4 separate regions of the Mus musculus genome follow, and all the other regions are linked to region 3. Evidence: chromatin contacts called from public HiChIP or PLAC-seq data. All regions are on one chromosome and are shown on one strand. The core of a region is the stretch at or near the end of the contact, and the rest is flanking DNA. Distances in the headings are between cores, read along the strand shown. Region 1 overlaps Pla2r1 (phospholipase A2 receptor 1). Region 2 overlaps Pla2r1 (phospholipase A2 receptor 1). Region 3 has its middle 32 kb from the start of Gm39834. Region 4 overlaps Rbms1 (RNA binding motif, single stranded interacting protein 1).

Region 1 (2,700 bases), core at 80-2,579, 870 kb after region 3:
AACACACTGAGCTTGTTGTCATGTTGAGACTTCTGGAAAATTTTAGTAGTTTTCTTACTTATAGTAAAAGGATTATTGGAATCTTGGAAAAGATGCAATAAAGAAATGACTATCTCGGAATTTAAAGATACCGAAGGAAAGTACTTAACTAGCTTTGGGGATCAATACAAAGAAGAACCAGCAAGAGAGAAAAAGAGGAGGGAAAACAGAACGTAACACGTTAGAAGGGAAGGTTTTCACACTGCCAGGTATAATGCACCCACTTGGCACTGCTTCTCTGACAGTAGAAATTCAGCCCCACCCTGGGGGTGTGTCTCTGGGGGCATTCAGATGCTTCTAAGCCTGACTGTCGTCCCTATGACAGTCATGCTACAAGGTGCTGGAAGATAAATGAGACACTATTGTCAAGGGTTATTTGTTGCGCACCAAGCATGGACTGTGGGAGGCATGATTTATAGGGAGACTTTCATTTTCTACAGTTCTCTTACTTTTTGACATTTTTTTAAAACGGAAAAAGAATGGAAGATACAGAAATAAAGCTACACAGTAAAATGCTGACACGTGTGTTCTGTCCCTCCACAGATCTAGTCATTTGTACACTCATCCTTCCATCTGGCACTCATTATTTTTTCTTGAGCGCTGACTATGGATCAGGCACAATGTTAGGCACTTGTACGAAGGCCAAGACAGACGTCGTCCTTCTCCTCAGGGTTAGAAGTGCAGCAAGAAAGTCCTAAGTCCTAAGGCAGGACCTTCTGTTGCTGATGTGAGTGAAGAGTCAGAGCCAAGGCTAAGACGTTTTTCTAGGCTTGCATACCGCAATAAAGCAAGAGCTTTATCAGCATGCTGACACCCGCACGATTCTCGGGAAGAGCTTGATGCTTGCTTTATGTTAGCATTTTAACCCTCGGCCCATACTGACAACACCCATGCTGTTTAGTGAAAAACAGGGGACTGAAAGAGATAAAAGGCTGGGTCCTGAAATATCTCTAATTCCTATGAAAATTGGCAATGTGCTGTGAACTCGGTTAGGCCCTTGCCAGTTGTGAGACTGTACAGAAATGTCCATAGCTGACCCCCTTGTCTAGATGAAGACCAGATGACCTCATTGATACCCACATCCTAGAAATTGCCAGCTGAATCCTGGGGGGCTTTAATTGTCACAGTGGCCAAGGATGGTGGAGTCTAAGCAAGTAGTCAGCAGATCAGCTCTGCATGGCCATCTTGATGAGAATAGGAACTAGAAACTGGTCGGGTGGGTTGAGGTTCTGAGAATGTCTTTGCTGGAGACCTGGAATGCCAGAGGAATGTTGATTCCTGCTTCTCTTTCATCTCCAAAAAGGGCAGGTGAGGCTATGGTAACTGCCTGACAGACCAAGAGGAGGTGCGGAACACCTTGTGGTTGGGCAACTAGACTGACCAGTTCGCCTTTCTCTTCGTATCTCAGCCCAGTTTTGTCCATAAGTCCTTTAAAGGGCCCAGACTGGCAGCTGGATGGTACCTGGTTTCCTAGGAGCCTTCCTGCGTTATAGCCCTGCCCACCACTGCCACCCCTTAAGCCCTCACCTGTGAATCTAAAAATAGGTTTCTAAAACTCTCCCTCTTTGGCTGAAATCTTTGAATTTCAGTCTTTGAATTCGGGAGACAAGCACTGTCTGAGAGCACTGGGTGAAAAGCAGCTGTGCTGGCCACGTCCGAGACCCTAGCAACCCTAGAAGGACACTCCTGTTACCAAGGAAACCTCAATATTGCTATGGATAGAAGCTGACTCACTGGTTAGCCCGAGTTGCTCTCTCCATTCGGACTGTCACAGTGTACCCAGTGATATTGTGTTTTTTGGGTTTTTTTTTGTTTTGTTTTGTTTTTTCTTTTTAAGAATAGAAGTCTGATTTGTCACTTTCTCATTTGAAACCTGCCAGTGACTTCCCACCACCCTCAGAATAAAGACAGAAGTACATAACAGCAATCGGAGAAACTGCTTCCGGGAGTCCACTCCCTGGGGCCGTCTTTATTCCACAAGCACTCCTTTCTCCAGCTCTTTAGACTTGATGCTCCTTCTGCAGGGACAATTTCTTTCCCCAGACGAGCATCCTCACTTACTCAATGTCCTCACAGAGGTTTTACAACAACCATCAGATGCTGGGGACACTCCACTACACACACGATCTTCTCATCCTGTTTTATTCCGTCATGAGATTTATTATTACTCGAAACTCTATGTTTGCGTATTTGCTATCACTTCTTATCTCTCCACCAAGCCACTTTGTTAGCAAAAAGAAACTTCTACGGTGCACTACCATATTCCCAGTGCAGGATATGTTCATGATCAATAAGTACTCATTTTTTAATTTTAAAGGATTTATTTATTCTTATTTTATGCATGAATGCTTTGCCTGCATGGATGTATGTTTACCACATGCATCCCTGGTGCCCACAGAGGCCAGAAGAGGGCATTGTATCCCCTGGAACTGGAGTTATGATGGTTTTGAGTCACCATGTGGGTGCTGGGAATCAAACCCAGGTGCTCTGCAAGAGGAAGAATTGCTATAAAACATTTCACCATGTTGCCAGCCCCCCTAAATATCTATTGGCTGTTGTGAAAATTCCTTCCCTGGGGAGACATAACCATCTACCCCCTACATAAGATCCCAATGACAAACCAATGGTCTCTGGAGACTACCAAAGTTAACCCCGAGCAAG
Region 2 (2,700 bases), core at 196-2,695, 900 kb after region 3:
CTATACGCCTCCCCACTAATGCTGAGTTTGCTTGAGCCCATATAGCTTGGCATGTTGACTCTCTACATGCACCTGTTTCAAAAGAAATTTTTAAATTTCTTCTTCTTCTTCTTTGATTTATTGCCTGTTCAAAAACAAGTCATTTAATTTCCATGAGTAAGTATTAGCTTCCTCTTTCTCATTTTTGAATTCTAGTTTTATTGCATTGTGTTGGGGAAAAAAAAGTAGTTGATGTGATTTCAGTTTTTGTCGATTTGTCAATGCTTGTCTTGTGACCAGGAACATTATCTGTCATGGAGAATAATTTATGCTGATGAGGGAAATTGTGAATTAGGCAGCTGCTGGAATGTTCTGTAGATGTCTCTAGGGGCATTTGGCCAGGGTTGCAATTTGATTTTGCAGTTGTGTGGTTGGCTTATAGTGTGGACAGTCTGTATATCACTAAATATGAGGTGCAAATTGCCAACTACTAGTGTATTAGAGTCTCTCTCTTCCCTTAAGTCTGCTAATTTATACCTTATGTATTTTTTAAAAATCTAATATGCTTCTATCAAGCAGCTGTTTTAATTTTTATGGAAGGTCTCCCAGACTGATTACTAGCTAGTCCATTTCTAAAACTTTCTTTTGTCTAACAGACACAGGCATGGCTTCCTGAAAACTTCCAATACTTATTGTAATGCAGCAGTGTCTAGCCACTAAAGGACTGTTTATCTTGCCTTTCCTAATCTAGTTTTGTTCATGCCAATCCTTCTAGAAATACTATTCTGGATGCCTGTTTTCTCTGGGCCATTTGTCACCAGATAATGCTCACGTCCAATTGGCTAAGAGCTTGGCATTGGTACCTTGTCACTCTTATTAGGCAGTAATCCAAGTCAGCTTTTACCCAGTGTAGTTAGTACGTTGTTCAAAAGGAACTAAGAGAGTATCTAGAGAGAGGAGTCTGCCCCCATGAGCCAGCTACACCCAAATGCATCACTCACTGTCAGACACTGAAGGGTTCTGCCCAGTTCTACACAGTCACCAAGAATCGACCTAAGTCATAGCCATGGCCACCAGGCTGTGCTGCAATAGGAAGCTCTATGCTAGCCTTCCCTCTGCTCTCTAGCAGATGGCATCCTGACCTCTGCCTTGCCTCCTGAAGGCCAGTTTTGCTACAGCCAGCTTCCTGGACAAATGCAAGACTCAGCCTACAGTTAATAGCTTTATGGTGGGAGTTGCAGGGCTCTGCTTAGCACTGGGTTTCACCAGGGGAGCCCTGGTGCTGGGTCTCAAACTACACTTAATTTGGTCTTCCCCTGGTAAGAGGAGTCTCTGTGCTGTGGGGCTTGGAGGTGGGGAAAGGATCAAAGGCTTTCCTTCCTGCTGTCCTCACTGCCTTCCCATTTGCTCATACTAAAAGGGGCCGCTATAGCATCCTACCTGCTATTCTTAGCTCTTCTGAAGAAAGTCTGGTGAAACTCAAGGGAGGAGTTTTGTACACTCATCCTGCATGACATCATAGATACCACAGCGACCCAGGAGAATGAGAAAATGAAACTTCATCCTCTGTGCTCTAAAGGAAGTGAACAGAATTTTAGGCTCTTTTAGCTCCAGGATAAGGATACCTGCCCTGTATAAAATCCTTGGAATACCATTTAAATTATGTTTCATAACAGCCTTTTTATAATATGAAATCATTTTTAAATAGGCAGACCAGTTACAGTCTCTCTCTCCCCCTCCCCCTCTTCTCTCCCCCTTTCTCTCCCTCCCTCTTCTCTCCCCTCCCTCCCTCTCTCTCTCTGTTTGTATATATGTGTATGTTTCTATGTATATATTTATATATGTATGTGTACTGTGTGTGCCCAGTGCTTATGTTAAAAAAAAGGGGCTCCAGATCCTCTGAGCTAGAGTGACAGGTGGTTGTAAGCCACTGTGTGGGTGCTAGGAACCAATTCTGTGTTTTACTTGCTAAAAGTGATCACACTCATGACTCTATAAAGGATATTGGGTAGCACTGGCAGTAATTGTGCAAATGCTGTTCTTTGTGTTGATTTATAAAGAAAAGGACTCCTGGAAATACCATGCCACTCACTGTGATCCTGACTGGACTCCCTTCAATCGTAAATGCTACAAACTTAAGAAAGACAGAAAGAGCTGGCTTGGGGCTCTGCACTCTTGCCAATCGAATGACAGCGTGTTGATGGATGTAGCTTCGTTGGCAGAGGTGGAGTTTCTTGTAAGCCTCCTTAGGGATGGTGAGTACTAAAGACTTTGCCTCAAGGTCTATGAAATAGTATAAGTAACTACCTTTTAATTAGAGTTGAAAACAAGTTAAATTATTTTAAAGTGATAATTTATGGTGTATATATATGATATATACACTAATATATATGGAATATATATTTAAACATAAAGTCAAAATTTCTGAAAAATACACAGAAACACAATTCACTGGATTTTTTAAGTCATATATTCAGAAGCTATGTAACATATTTACATTTGTCAAATAGATATGTGGTTTTTTTTTTTTTTTGGCCCAACCTATACAACCCAACCCATACACCTAAGGCTTCGGAAAAATTATGGAAGAAGGAACAGAAAGATTCTGAGAGCCAGAAAACCAGGATGTCTGCTGTGAGATGCTGCTTATAGATATGATAGGGAAGTGGCACACATGAAATCTTAACAATATAGCTGACTAAACAAGATCTGTGTAATGAC
Region 3 (2,838 bases), core at 266-2,765:
CCTTCCAGATTAATTCTCTAGCAGATTAAAAGAAAACAGACAACCTAAGTGATTTACTTTTAAAACCCATGCAAGAGGGATGGCTCAGCAGGGTGTTCTGACCTTGCTGAGGAGAGGACCTGAGTTCAGTTCATAGCACCCACTATGACAGCTCATGACTACTATATATAACTCCACCTCGTGTGTACTCTTCTGGTCCTTGCACACTCTACTCACGCGAAATACCTTCCCATAGAAAAATACTTAAAAAAAAAAGGTCTTTAAAAAAATCAGTGCAACGTGTGATATATTTATTAGGTATTTTTATCCACAAGTAGTTCTGAGTCGGGCTTAGGAAGGCAGACTCTGCCTCTTATCAGCTAGCTTTGCATCACCTATTATGGGATGCTAGAGCACCACCACTGGAAGGCTCTTAGAGGCCAGGTGGTAAACGCAGGCCATGGATCAGCAGCATCAGCATTACCTAGGAGTCTGTAAGAATTTCAAAGCCTGGACCTTACCTTACCCCAGGTTAGAATTTGCATCTTAATGAGATCCCCAGGTGCACATTAAAGTTTCTGAAACACAGCTGTTCAGTTGGTCTGGTTTTCCTTCAGATTTTCAAACAAAAGAAACCGCAGTCCAGAGAGAGCAAGGACAAGAGCCGGGAAGAGAATCTGACCTTTTTATTTTATGGCTTGTGTGTAGGACCATGCACCACCCACCTCCAGCATCCCGATGACAGCCGCAGCCCAGACTACCCCCATCTCAGCTCTGTGAGAGCTTCGGCATTCTTCATCAGGAAGAGAATAGTCTTTCTGAGTCTTCCTCCAGAAACTCCTCCCTCCCTTCTTATTCCCAGTATCCTCTAAGGATACTCAGCTTTCAAAATGCAGACTTCCAAATTTTCGTAATAAAATGAACTAAAAACTCTTTGGGGAGGAAAGTGATTTTCCCGTTGCATTTGTTTACTCTCGGTGAGCTCCTGAGACGGCTAACACACTAGTTGTTAATCACACCATCTGTTCAAACGGCACTGTGGAACCATTACATTCATCCTTTCTTCTTTTTACGGAAAAAAAAATTTCAGAACACTATGTTTGCGTCTGTTTTGCTCCATCACCTGGCAGTGTAGTGTAAGCTAGTTAATCTTTCCAGTTGAAAATAACTTTCAATTGGCAAATACGTATTTTTAATGTTCATATATCACATACACAGACTCCTCCCCCCCCCAAAATGTGTCCTTTGACATTCCAAACATGGAAAACGCTAAAAGAAAAAGAAAATCTGTTACAGACTGTATGCTTGTCAAAGTTTTAAGCATTTGATTATATTTAAATGAAGCATTCAGGACGATGATTTGTCTGACTGACCCGGAAAATATTTTCCCCGTTGGCCCTGAAGATGGCAGTGCTGTGCAGTTTAGAACAGCTCTTCGTTTCCCCCCCCCCCCCCCACCCCCCCGCCTCACCTCCCCCCCTAAGGAATTTCTGGAATGGCAGAAAGTGGGGGAGGATCCACCAGATCTGAACCTTCTAACACTTAGCACAAACCTCTCCTGAACCCTGGGACAATCTGGTTTGTCTTTCAGTCTCTTTGTTTTTGTTTAAGACTGTACCTTATTCGTTTCCTGTTTCCAGTCGCAATAGAAATGGGACTAGTTGAACGATTATTCCCATGTCGCGGGTAGCCAAGGAAGCGACTATAGCTTACCGAGAAGCTGGTTTGCAACAGCCTGCCTTTTTTTTTTTTTTTTCTTTAATTCTAACAAAGGCTTTACCCAAGATAAACTGAATACTAGAGGTTTTGAGAGCCCACTGGGACCACATCTCTGGCAGCCTCCCTCCGTCTCCTAACTCGGGACGCCTGTTGTATCACATTCTTTACATTTTATTAGCAGGGACTAGAAGAGTCGGTTTGGGGCAGCATATACCAAAGGCGGTCTCTTGACCCTGTCATTGTGAGGTGTTGGCGGGGAGAGAGAGGGAAGAGGCGTGTATATGCCTAACTTTGGGGACTCTTAAAATAGGGTTGTTTAACTAGCCAGAAAAGACTTATTGAAAACAAGCACACGAGGGCTCTTATGTGACATTCTGTCACCAATAAACCAGTAGTGCTTATGTCCTCTGAGCCAACTTCCCCCACCCCCACCGTGGCAAATGCCTCAGCAGTATCTAATTTAACCTTCACCACCACTGTCTGAGGCAGACACAACATCCCTTTGCTGGAGGTTTTTGCCTTTATACGTGGAAACTAAGGTCATGAGACTAGATAAAATTGTTGGGCTTTACATTTTGAACTCTAGAATATGCTGAAGCATTCATCGCCTTGAATTTTGGTTCAATGGAGAGATAACAAAATATTAAGCCCTTATCAATGAAGCATATTTGGTACCCACTTAATGATAAAGAAAAGGAGAGGCCAAGGCTCTAGTACGTCATTCTACCAAGGGCTACACAATTGCAGAGAAGCCAAGCCCCCAGGAAACATACCATTTGTTTTGAAAAAAAAAGGGGGGGGGTGGTTCTAGATAGAAGACTGTATGATGTTAGGCATCTTAATCTAGTGCAACATCTTTAAAGATGAGGGCAACTTAAGAATCGTTCCCTATCTTTTTTCAAAATTTCCACTTGGAGTTTTCAAAGTCAAAGTTTCCCCTCCCCCATCCATCTTGTACTACAAAACAACCATCTCTCTCCCCTTGTGGCGCCTCTCCTACCCCCCCTTCCCCACTTCTCTCCTCTCTCCTCCTCTTCTTCTTCTCTCTCTCCCCCCTTCTTTCCCCTTCCCTTCTCCCTCTCTCTGGCTAAGAGTGCAAAGCAGCTGGGGTGGAAGGTGAAAGATAAAAGCACAAGGATA
Region 4 (2,700 bases), core at 8-2,507, 540 kb after region 3:
GAGGTCACTGGATTTTTCAAGGGAGCCGGTTTTGTTTGTTTTGACCTAGGGAAGCACGTAGAGTTGTAACCTAGAGAATTGGACATTGAACTCGTGGCATGCCAGTTCGGGGGAAGCTGTGGAAACTCTCAGGTCTGAACGATGTCAGAGCAAGGAAATAGAAAATGCTCAGCTCAGCTTGGCTCAGGATCTGGAGGGTGTGTCCAGGGAGGGTGAAGTTTTAGGACAGGAGAAGCCTTTTCCTGTTGTCTCTCAAGTGTCATCTGAAGAGAGTCAGGAGGCAGAGTCTGTGGGGAATTAGGGACAGTGGTAGCTGCTTTGTAAAGGACATAGACACAGAGCCCAAAGTACCCCAAGTATGCAAATGCATCTTAGGGACCGTGGACAGGACCAGGCATAACACCAGGACCTCTGAATTTCAGGGGCAGTCTGCACTCAGCTCTGCTCTCTCCTCTTTTACTATTTCTTAAGTGTGGCTGGTCATAATCAAAATCTCAAACATGAAAACAATTGTCTCTGTGTTATGTATTCCCAACATGATGGGGACATCCAGGGCTCTGTGGGTGATTTAGAAACTTGTAGAAATCTGAGGAGCTCCTCATAGGGTTTACTGTGTCTTCTCAGTGGTAGAAAAATGCACTGTCACACACTAGTAATCTATAAGCCTAGAGGTAACAGAGACAGGAAACATATATGTGTGGTGGAGAATGACAGGTTCCTGAGCAAGTGAGTCAGAATTGACTCTAAAGAAAAACAGGGACTCTTCACTTAAAGCTGATGTAAGAAAGTTCCTTGGAACCCTCATTAGCCTGAGCCCTGGCAGAGCTAAACTCATCTCCTAGAGACCTGCGAGTGAGTGTCTGCAGGAAAGGGCTTCGGGAGAGTCTGCATTGGTGCTGAGCCGGCAGAAGCTTCAGGGCCACTGTGATTCCAGGACCCAGCTGAAACTCAGAGACCCAGGATGGGGAATGACTTCTGTTTCCTTGTTTTCTTTCTCGACACCTTATTTTGCCCTGTACATTTTTACGTAATTCCCTAGTGTGTGTGTGTGTGTGTGTGTGTGTGTGTTGGGATCCAGGAGTCTTGTGGGAAAGATAGAGCAAGAAGCAGAGATTCCAAAGCATCGCAGAGACCGTGTACAGGGATGGCAATGAATTGGCATTTTCCTCCTCTGCTGCCCTTTCTCCTCATCCTCTCTGCTGTCACCCTAGGCAGGGCTGCTTCTTTGGCAGCAGATCCAGTGCAGCTTCACTCCACTGTCAACAGGCAGGTTGGCAGTCTAGGCAAGAGGCCAGGAGGCCATGGTGTGCAGCTCCTCCCACCATCCCCAGACACTCAGCATCTGTTCACTTAACTTTACAGTAAATGCATTACTGAGTATTTTAGGGGGAAAATTAGTGATTCAAAGCTTTTACTAAACTGTAGAGGCTTACCCAGATCTTACTCACCCCTCTTTTTTTTTTCCTCTCCTTTTTCATTTTAATGGAGTTTTAGGACTGGTCGCGCCATTTTAAGTTCTTACCTTCTTGCCAGCAAAGGTCGATCACACAGTACACTGGGTAGAGGGAAAATATCCTTAGTGGTAGTGGAAGATGTAAATTTCTGGCCTTTTGTACTATTGGCCTTCAAGCTTGAGAAGAGCACAGACAGAGCAACCCTAATGGAGCCCATGCCCGTGTCTAATACCCCTCCACCCATGCTAGTCTCCACTTCAGGTATTAGAAGGTATGTGCTGGAATTCCAGGATTTTAGAGAGGCTCTAGCCAATGCATGTGTACTTAGGACTTACAGGTCATTGGACTAACCAATGAGAAGGTCCAGGCAGTCTAGTGGTTTTGAGGATAGCCTTTCCTAGGGAGCCACGCCCCATCCCACCCCACCCCCACCCGCCTCTCATATTTTGCCACTTGAACTCAGTGTGATTTGTTCCACTCTGTTTTTAATGTGCTTGTGCAAAGGAGCTTGAGAGTAGGAGGTGGGAGACTGGACCAGCACTGTGTATAGGTCACTTTTAATATTAGAACTGGCTGTGGCATATTTAGAGAGAGGCCTGGGAAAGATGGGCTTGGCACAGACTATACTGGCAGAGCACTTCCTACTAGCTTGACATCTTCCTGAGGCTCTGTTGTCTGTACTTACACAATGTCTTGATGGACCTTGAGTTGGAATGGAATCAGTGACCCAGGCTTCATGTTACACACATCAAGACTAAGAGAAAAGTTAGTTTGCCAAGGGCAAACAGAATGTGGTCATGGTGACATCTGAACTCCAGCAGTCTGCTTCCAGAGTCCACTCTTACGCACGTTCGCAACTGGCCAGGAAAGATGCAACAAACCAGAATCTTCTGCGGCAAAGCTTTATTGCTTACTCAGGAGCAAGAGAGGAAGAGTGCGGCAGAGAGAAGCAGAGAGGAAAAGAGAGAGAGACGCAGAGAGAGACGCAGAGAGAGGGGCAGAGAGGGAGAGAGGCAGAGAGCAGAGGAAGAGAGCAGAGGAAAAGACGAAGAGAAAGAGACGAAGAGAGAAGAGACGAAGAGAGGGAGTGCCAGAACCCCGTCCCTTTTAAGGAGAATTATCTTCCGCCTAGGACATGTCATTCCCTGATTGGCTGCAGCCCATCGGCCCAGTTGTCATCACGAGAAAGGCAGAGCACATGGCGGGAAAACTGCCCCTGCACATGTGCAGATTATTTACTACTTAG

The links. HiChIP or PLAC-seq counts read pairs in DNA pulled down with a chosen protein or histone mark.
Region 1: a contact with region 3 is called in an H3K27ac HiChIP or PLAC-seq map of stem cell-derived epiblast-like cells, with 6 times the contacts expected there. The contact joins two enhancer-like sites. A contact is called at or near these places in 8 of 39 promoter capture datasets (the 3T3-L1 cell line, cranial neural crest, frontonasal cranial neural crest and 4 more), 1 of 484 Hi-C or Micro-C datasets (cortical neurons), 2 of 115 datasets of contacts at active chromatin or transcription factors (embryonic stem cells and stem cell-derived epiblast-like cells) and 1 of 9 other capture datasets (embryonic stem cells).
Region 2: an H3K4me3 HiChIP or PLAC-seq map of bone marrow-derived macrophages shows a contact between it and region 3, with 6 times the contacts expected there. The contact joins two enhancer-like sites. A contact is called at or near these places in 1 of 484 Hi-C or Micro-C datasets (the N1E-115 cell line) and 3 of 115 datasets of contacts at active chromatin or transcription factors (bone marrow-derived macrophages, embryonic stem cells and extraembryonic endoderm stem cells).
Region 4: an H3K4me3 HiChIP or PLAC-seq map of bone marrow-derived macrophages shows a contact between it and region 3, with 7 times the contacts expected there. The contact joins two enhancer-like sites. A contact is called at or near these places in 1 of 15 datasets of contacts at CTCF or cohesin (stem cell-derived epiblast-like cells), 13 of 484 Hi-C or Micro-C datasets (the C2C12 cell line, the HL-1 cell line, the N1E-115 cell line and 8 more), 19 of 115 datasets of contacts at active chromatin or transcription factors (bone marrow-derived macrophages, craniofacial prominence, embryonic basal ganglia and 11 more) and 1 of 9 other capture datasets (embryonic stem cells).

Annotation. Positions count from the first base shown.
Region 1 is chr2:60,531,725-60,534,424 of GRCm38.p6, reverse strand. The region is part of intron 2 of Pla2r1 (phospholipase A2 receptor 1); the gene reads left to right. Among named protein-coding and RNA genes, the nearest start is that of Gm13583, 18 kb to the left of the region's middle. Within about 2 kb of position 1,329, at least 12 of the 459 cell types and tissues checked have an H3K27ac peak or open chromatin away from gene starts, as enhancers often do. A contact at or near this core is called in stem cell-derived epiblast-like cells, where this site is marked.
Region 2 is chr2:60,503,661-60,506,360 of GRCm38.p6, reverse strand. It overlaps Pla2r1 (phospholipase A2 receptor 1), which reads left to right. Exons shown (of 30, transcript NM_008867.2): 7 at 2,040-2,234. Among named protein-coding and RNA genes, the nearest start is that of Gm13583, 46 kb to the left of the region's middle. Within about 2 kb of position 1,445, at least 60 of the 459 cell types and tissues checked have an H3K27ac peak or open chromatin away from gene starts, as enhancers often do. A contact at or near this core is called in bone marrow-derived macrophages, where this site is marked.
Region 3 is chr2:61,401,013-61,403,850 of GRCm38.p6, reverse strand. No RefSeq gene overlaps it. Among named protein-coding and RNA genes, the nearest start is that of Gm39834, 32 kb to the right of the region's middle. Within about 2 kb of position 1,515, at least 177 of the 459 cell types and tissues checked have an H3K27ac peak or open chromatin away from gene starts, as enhancers often do. A contact at or near this core is called in the C2C12 cell line, the HL-1 cell line, the N1E-115 cell line and 6 more, where this site is marked.
Region 4 is chr2:60,862,613-60,865,312 of GRCm38.p6, reverse strand. All of the region lies in intron 1 of Rbms1 (RNA binding motif, single stranded interacting protein 1), which reads left to right. Among named protein-coding and RNA genes, the nearest start is that of Rbms1, 17 kb to the left of the region's middle. Within about 2 kb of position 1,257, at least 89 of the 459 cell types and tissues checked have an H3K27ac peak or open chromatin away from gene starts, as enhancers often do. A contact at or near this core is called in the C2C12 cell line, the HL-1 cell line, the N1E-115 cell line and 5 more, where this site is marked.